Linked DNA regions of Hordeum vulgare: region 1 is linked to region 2. A link is a contact called in public Hi-C data. All regions are on one chromosome and are shown on one strand. The core of a region is the stretch at or near the end of the contact, and the rest is flanking DNA. Distances in the headings are between cores, read along the strand shown. Region 1 holds the start of LOC123446481 (heavy metal-associated isoprenylated plant protein 35-like). Region 2 has its middle 16 kb from the start of LOC123446480.

The links. Hi-C and Micro-C count contacts between places; a contact is called where the count stands out from the background.
Region 1: a contact with region 2 is called in a Hi-C map of seedling, with 3 times the contacts expected there. The contact joins the promoter of LOC123446481 here to the enhancer-like site in region 2. A contact is called at or near these places in 3 of 6 Hi-C or Micro-C datasets (leaf and seedling).

What each region holds. Positions count from the first base shown.
Region 1 is chr4H:361,559,800-361,563,674 of MorexV3_pseudomolecules_assembly, reverse strand. LOC123446481 (heavy metal-associated isoprenylated plant protein 35-like) reads left to right here and starts at 2,527. Exons shown (of 3, transcript XM_045123064.1): 1 at 2,527-2,668; 2 at 2,773-2,848; 3 at 2,953-3,875. The coding sequence starts at 2,642. The coding sequence ends at 3,869.
Region 2 is chr4H:361,176,348-361,180,321 of MorexV3_pseudomolecules_assembly, reverse strand. No RefSeq gene overlaps it. Among protein-coding and RNA genes, the nearest start is that of LOC123446480, 16 kb to the right of the region's middle. Within about 2 kb of position 1,546, at least 3 of the 3 cell types and tissues checked have open chromatin away from gene starts, as enhancers often do. A contact at or near this core is called in leaf and seedling, where this site is marked.

The DNA.
Region 1 (3,875 bases), core at 1,278-3,777, 380 kb before region 2:
CAGCTTCATCTTCAGGTAGGCATAGTGTGAGACCACCATGAATTTGGCAGGGCCGGCCGGCCCAAGATGACCTGGTTGGAGCTTGTTAGCTTGACGACCTCGAACCAAATCGGCTCGCGGCGGAAGTTCTTCGGTGAGCCGAACAACACGTCCAGCCGTACCTTGCCGGTCGGTGAGCAAGAGTGGCCGGGGACAATGTCGTGAAGCACCGTCCGAGTCGGCTGGAGCTCGGACTCCAGAATGTCGAGCTTCTCCATGGTGTCGTGGAAGAGGATGTTGATGCTGCTACTGCCATCGACGAGCACCCGCGTGAAGTGGCACATGCACTGCCGCTAGACGAAAGTGGGGCCAAGGACCAGCGCGTTGCCACCTGGCATCGGCATCACAGCCGGATGGTCCTCACAGGCTCAAGTGATTGGCTTGTCCGACCAGTGCATGTACTGGTCGACTGGCGGGAAGATGGTGTTGACCTCTTCTGCGTGCTTGCACTAGTTGTGCTTGTCGTCATCCTCACTGGTGAAGATGATGTAGGTCGCGTCCTGCTGGGGGGTAGTCATCATAGGCACCGCCGGCTCCCGGAGCAGGAGGCGGCGGCACAGACGGCAGATCCTCGCCATGCGCGATTTGGTGAATCAGCTGCACCGGCGGGCGGTGTGCGTTGCCGGCTTGGCCCCATTGTGGAATTTGCAGGGCCCGTCGAGCATTGCCTCGAAGGTGTACTCGGCCTGCCATGGCTACTTGCCTTCGTTAGTGCGCTAGCGCCGGCTGGAGCCTTGGTCGTCGGCCATGTGGCCACCCAGCGAGGCGGTGGTGAGCACCTTCACACGGTCGCAGAGATCGTTGATGCTGCGGGAGAGGTCGCTCTCGTCGGATGGCGGCAGCTTATCGCAGCTGAGCACCTCGGTGGGATACTTGTCGGCAACGACCGCAACATAGATGCGGCGCAAGCCTAAAGAGACAATGGAGCCGTCAACGGGGAAGTCCGCGTCCTCGAGACGGCCGGCGTTGTCGTTGACGCTGTCGAGTGCGTCGTAGCGCACAACAGGACCGTGCACCACACGCTCGCCAGAAGGGGTGAAGGGTCCCGCTTGGAACGTTACCTCGGCCGGCGTCGCTATCGTCCCCACAATGGGCGTCAACTGTCGTGGTATTTTCGGGACAAATGCCAAGGGGTTGCTTAGTTCCTGGTTTGGGGCCGATGGGTGCCAGCGGTGTCTGGGAACGGGTGTAGGCGCAACACGCATGACGCGATCTACCCAGGTTCAGGGCCCTCCGGTGAGGTAAAACCCCTAGTCCTGCTTGTGTGACTATATGAGAATCACAGTACAAAGGGTGCTCCTTGAGTTGTTTGTGAGGAGGGAGACGGAGCTCTAGCAGCCGGCCTCACTGCCTCCATGGTGTTTCTCTAGTGTTCCTGGTGTGTGTATCGGATCTCTCTTTCTCTCTCTCTGCCTTCATCTGTTTCTGGTTGCCCCTCTATGGGGTCAGGGACTGATCACCTTGTCTCGTCTTTGCGCCCGTGGCCACGCCGATCATGTGAACGGGTACTGCTGCCACGAGAGCCTGTGTATCATTCGTCTTGTCTTGTCTTCGTACGAGACTAAGGCCGGTTGGGACGGAAGCCGGCCGACCGGCTGGCGACGGGCCAGCCGGCCCGGTCGAATCCCGCCAGTCAGCCCGACACGCGTCGGCCAGGCGGACCGGCTATCGCTAGCCGGTCCGGGGGAAGGAGGCAGGCGGTCCCAAATGTTTTAAAGACGGCTAATCTCCACTTTTAGTATACCTAGGGATAATATCCTCGTCATTCATACTTAATGTAATGCATTGTGTTCCTTTCACTAAGAAAAAGACTGGATTTGTAAGTCCGGTGTAAATGCTCTAACATGCATCCAATCCGAACACGGGCGAAGGACCCGGTAGGTCGAGGCTGAGCGTCTGCCCTATCTTGATTATGCGCAAATCTTGTATACTTGTACATGTTACGTCGATTTGTACGTATGCATTTAGATACAGCCGCATGCATCGATGAAAGAAAGAAAAAACAAGGAAAAGTAGGACATGGTCATATGGGTTGGGTTCATCCCAACACAACCCCAAAAACCAAGGCCAAGCACAGGAGCATCCACCCAGCGATCCATGCCGAGCACACGACTATACTCCCTCCGTTCCTAAATTATAATTAGACTTTTTAAAATTTTTATTATAGACTGTTTATGAATGTATATAGACATTGTTTAAAATGTAGATTCATTTATTTTATTTGATATATAGTCTATAGCACAATCTTTAAAAGGTGTTATATTTAGGAATGGAGGGAGAAAAAACTCGTCCTCCGCCACTGGATCCGAGTGCGGGCGGAGCCACCGGCACGCCTTCTTTGACGACGCCTGGTACGTACGAACGGAACGCCGCCGGGTGTGTTAACAAACTAACAATACGCCCCCAGCAGCAAAGCATCCGGCCCATATGTCAGTGTCCTATGTGGTCGTACTCCGCCCCCGCATCCACCTATAAAGTTGAGCACCGCATCTGCTGCCTCCCCTGCCTGAGTTCGCAACGTCTTGAGAGCCACAGACTCGAGCGCCTGCTTCCCAAGCGAGACAAGGTGATCAGTCCCCAGGGCGCACTCCCATCCCATCCCATGGCGTCGGGACAACCGGCCGTGCAGGTACACCATTTTGCCCCGTTACGAATACGAACCAACCCCTATGCTCTTCTTCTCGATGAATTGAATTCAGTTGCTCATGTGGTAACATTTTTTGGGATCTGCAGACCTTCGTGCTGAGGGTGACCATTCACTGCCATGGCTGCAAGAAGAAGGTCCGGAAGGTGCTCAAGAGCATCGAAGGTAGCGTCACTCTCCTTCTCCTGGCGCCAATTTTGCGTTGCGTTTTCGTGTGGCTTTCGGCTTATAATTAACCAAGTGGTTGTCGTTTTGGTTGGGATGTTCAGGCGTGCACGACGTGAAGGTGGATGCCCAGCAGCACAAGGTGATGGTGACGGGCACCGTGGACGCCGAGACGCTCGTCAAGAGGCTGCACAAGTCAGGCAAACAGGCCCTGCCATGGCAACACACGCCTGCCAAGAATCCCGAGCCTGCGCCGTCGCCGTCAACCCCAACCGATGCCCCCGCGCCGGCCGAGGACGGCAGCAACGATGCTGCTGTGGCCGACAAGAAGCCGGCGGTGCCTGCCAAGGAGCCGCAGACCAGCAGCTCGGACAAGAAGCCGGAGCAGGAGACGTCCCCGGAGAAGAAGCCTGAGATGGACAAGGAAGCAGAACCTGAGAAGAAGGCTGAGAAAGAGGAGGCGAAACCAAGCGACGAGTCAAAGAAAGCCGGCGGCGAGGGCGCGGCGGCCGAGCCCAAGGCAAAGGGCACCGAGCCCGCGGAAACCACAAAGGAAGCCGGCAATAACGAGGGCGAGGGGAAGAAGAAACAGAGCAAGCCCAAGGACGCGGACAGGTCCCTACCCCCAGCGCCAGCGCATGTGCCGAGGCACCCGCACCACGAATTCAATCCTTACAACGCGCCGCAGCCGGTGATGAGCTACAACATGGCGCAGCCGAGAGCCAGCGTGTCCCACTACGCGCCGCAGCCGGAGCAGGGCTACTCGCAGCCGCAGGCCGGCTACTCGTCCATGACGCAGCACTCACCGGCGCAGCAGGCCTACTCCCAGCACGCGCAGCCAATGCAGCAATGGTCGCCATCATACCTATACATGCCGTACCCGCACGCGTCGCCGGAGTCCTACTACCAAGACTACTACAGCCCGCCCGGGACGAACGCGTCGCCGCCGCCCCCGCCGCCGCTCCACGACTCGTACAGCCTATTCGACGACGAGAACCCCAACTCGTGCAGCGTCATGTGACCAAGG
Region 2 (3,974 bases), core at 297-2,796:
AGCGGAGCGAAAGCCTTTTTCGGTAACACAGGGACTTAACGCAAAAAACCACTCCAACATGATAGAGAAAAACACACGGACATCAACCTACTAATCTTCAGTATGTCGGGAAAGGTTACAAAAGTCGAGAATTTACAAACAATTAACTTCTCATTGCGACGGCTTACAAGCGATATACCGGCGGGACTTTACGTCCAAGGCCGAGCCCACGGGTGTGCAAACTAAGCGGCCCGCACAGGGCTCATAAATTCTAGGCCCTAAAATTCTTGTTGTAGGTCTGATTGAGCAAACAGGTAGGTCTAGTTGAGCTAGGAGGCCGAAATGCCTGGATAGTGCATAGCACGCCTGGCTCTCAAGTAATTTGATCACTTCTAAAAAAAGTAATTTCATTGTTTATCGATGGCTGAGAGAATACCGATTGTTCTCATGATCTATGGGCGTGAGCTCAAAAATAGGACCCCTGATGTACCCATAATAAAAGTAACATAGATAGTAGTATAAGTGCCACCTAAGCAAAAAATATGATGTGACAACTAATAAATAAGAAGAGATAGAAAATGAATAACTTAGCATGTTACTACCTCTATAAGAGCAAGTACAATAGAGCTGAGTCAGCTGGCTATAAGGAATAAACTAATATATTTTTGTTTAGTTAGAGGAAAGAAAAGAGAAGAGAGAAGGTAAGCGGGCTCTTAGAGCATGGTTAATAGTATAGCCAACTGTTGGCTATAAGCATTCTTATAGCTCATCTTATAGCTAGCTTGTACAATAGTTAGCTGTAAAAGAGTACTACTTTTATCATATATGGCCCATCTTTCATTCTCACAAAGCACCTAGGAGCACGTGCTAGAGTTGGCTCTTCACGAAGAACCCGTTTTCCTTCTCTCTCCTCTTCTCTCTCATCCAACTCAACAAAAATATAATATTTTAATCCTTACAGCCTGCAGACTGTACCTTATTGTACTTACTCTTAGCTAATAGTCAGCTCTAGCACGTCCTCCTAGGCATTTTATGAATATGAAAGGTGAAACATATAATAAAGAAGTAGTACACTTTTGTAATGAACTATTGTACATGTTGGCTATAAGATGAGTTATAGATGACATGTCAATAGCTTATAGCCAGCAGCTGGCTATACTATTGTACTTCCTCTAAGTAACATAATGGATACCAAGGCAAGATGAGTCTATAGCCTAATAAATAATAGGCTCAATGTTACTAACCCTATGTTACTATCCACTATGAAGGTAGTAACTTAGACTAGTAACATATACTCCATATGTTCCTAAATATAAGTCTTTTTAGAAATTTCATTAAGGGACTACGTACGGAGCAAAATGAGTGAACCTATACTCTAAAGTATGTCTATATACATCCGTACGTAGTCTTTTAATGGAATCTCTTAAAAAACTTATATTTAAAAACGAAGGAAGTATACGTTACTAGTCTATGTTATTGGTCATTATAAGTAGTCTAATGGTGCAGCAACCAACCCGTAGTTGCCGGCAGACGACACAACAAAGGACCGACGGTAAGGCCCGCAATGCTGGCAGGCATGACAACAACAACAGGTGAGAAGGACAGCCGTGTTTTCCAACAACGCGAGTAGGACATGCACATGGCTGTTTTCCAACAACGCGTTCTAAATCAACTTAACTAAATAAATTTTTAAATTAACTAATCAAGAGCAGTGATTACCATCCCCCATGTCGCCTTTAGGGCAGCCCTGGCAGAACCATAGATCGAGCCGTCACCGGCCTCTCTCCCACCTTCGATGTTGAGTAACATTATTGTTTAGGAAAGCACACATAAACTAGAATTTGTTTCCGTCTTAACTTATACTTTAAGATGATCATATATTCCTATATATATTTTCTATATATATATGTCCACGAGGCTCAAGCAATACAACAACTATTCCATCAATTCCTCTTATCCCGTTCAATATGGTATCTGCCGCAAGTTTCTTGACCTAGCCGCCGCCACAGCTTCCGCCCCGCGCGCCGCCCCTAGGGCGGTCGGCCTCCATGACCGCCGCCGGGGCCGCGCCGCCCGTACCTAGGGTTCGTCCGTCGGTCATGTTGACCGGCTGCCCTAGAGAGTCTTTTTCCCGATCTCCTCATCCGGGTTTTCTCTCTCATGTCGGTCTCTTGATCGGCGCTCTTTCTTTTTGGTTTTTGGATCTAAGATCAGTTTGCGTCGCCCGCCGCCGCCGACGACCACCACGCCTCTACTCCGACATCGGCGCGACCCGGCGGCCTCGCGCAAACCCGGCGGGTACTCAACACCGTCGACCACACGCCGGCACGCCCATCGATCTCCGCCGGTTGTCATCGCCCTCCTCCGATCGGGACGCCTGCATCGCCTCGACCCGACGGCCTCACGCCATGCGGCGGCCCATCACAGCCGTCGTTCGCGCGCCGCCTGCCCGTCGATCTTCACCGTCGCCTCGTACGGTCGGGCCGCCGCCTGCCTCGAGCCGGCTACAATGGGCCGACTGCGTCGGGCCGGCTGCCGCCTCCAGCCCTGCCACCTGCCTCGGGCTGGCTGTCGGCTGCGTCGGGCTGGCTTCCGCCTCCGACCGCAGCGCGTGCCTTGGGCTGGCTGCGTCGGGTCAGCTGCCGCCTCCGACCGCGCCGCCTACCTCGGGGTGGCTGCCGCCTCCGGCCACACCGCCTGCCTCACGCCAGCTGCGTCGTGCCGGCTCCAGCTCCGTCCTTGCCGGCTGCTTCGCACCGGCCGCCTCAGGCCGACTGTTCCGCTGCCTGCGTCACGCCGGCTGCTTCGGGCCGCCTGCGTCGCGCTGGCTGCCGGGCCTGGCCGCCACCCCGCCTCCACTGAACGACTTCCACGACCTCGCGTGCGATCGGATTGATCACCCGCCCGCCCGCGATCTGCCTCATCTATGTCGTGCGACCGACCTGGCCCGTTGGTTGCGCGCGCCTCCACAGGCCTCGTGAAGACTGTCCCGAATAAAGCGCGCCCCTCCACCGATCGAGCATCGGGCTGCCGTGCGTAGCCCCATCGGGCCGCAGCGCCGTCGCCCGCGAGCCGCTGCTACACCGTTCCTTCGGGTTGTAGTGCTGCGGCACGCGGTCCCCGCTGCCGCCCGAGGCCGTCCTCGTCGCTGCACCGACCCGCGCACCGCCGTTGCATCGCCCCTTCGGTCTGTAGCATTGCGACACGCGGTCTACACCGCCACCCCGAGGTATTCCGCCATCACCCCGACCCGCGCGCTGCCGCTTCGTCGCCCGTTCGGGTCGTAGCGTCGCGGCGCATGGTCCACTCCGCCGTCCCCGCGCGTCGAGTTCCTGTGGTATGTGCCGCGCCATCTCCTTCGGCGCGGGAATGCCATCATCCACGCCGGTCTTCGTCATGGTATCGGGCTCTTCCTCGCCTACTTCGAGCATCGCCGCCGCGCTCCTAACCAGCCGGCGCCGCCGCCATCAGGCCGCGCCGCCGCTCTTCTTTGGCGCTGCTGCAGCTCGCTCACCCAAGTCGCATCGCCCGTCCACTTGCTTCATCTCCGTCCAGCACTAGCTCATCGCCAGCGTCGCCGTCGTCTTCCCCGACCGCTTCATCTACGCCGACCACCGCGGGCAACATCGACCCCGCCGATTTGCGCCGTAACCGTCGTCGAGTCCTTCTCTGCTAGCCTCCTCGACATGGCGTACATGTTGTGTGCAGGTCCCCGTCTCCGCATGCCCGGTGCTGGCAACACCGACGTGTGCCTTCGTTCCCGGTGTGTTCGTAGGCCTGGCAAACCTGGAGCGACGCATCGTCAACATCGACTTTGTCTGTCTACGCATGCGCGGTGCTGGCAACACTAATGCGTGCCTTCATCCATGATGTGTCCCCGGGCTTGGCAAACTCGGCGCGACGCGTCTCAACTACGTCTTCTTCCCGGCACACCACTACTTCGACACCATTGCGCCCATGACTAACTATGCGCCTCCTTGCGCCCGCTGCTCCAC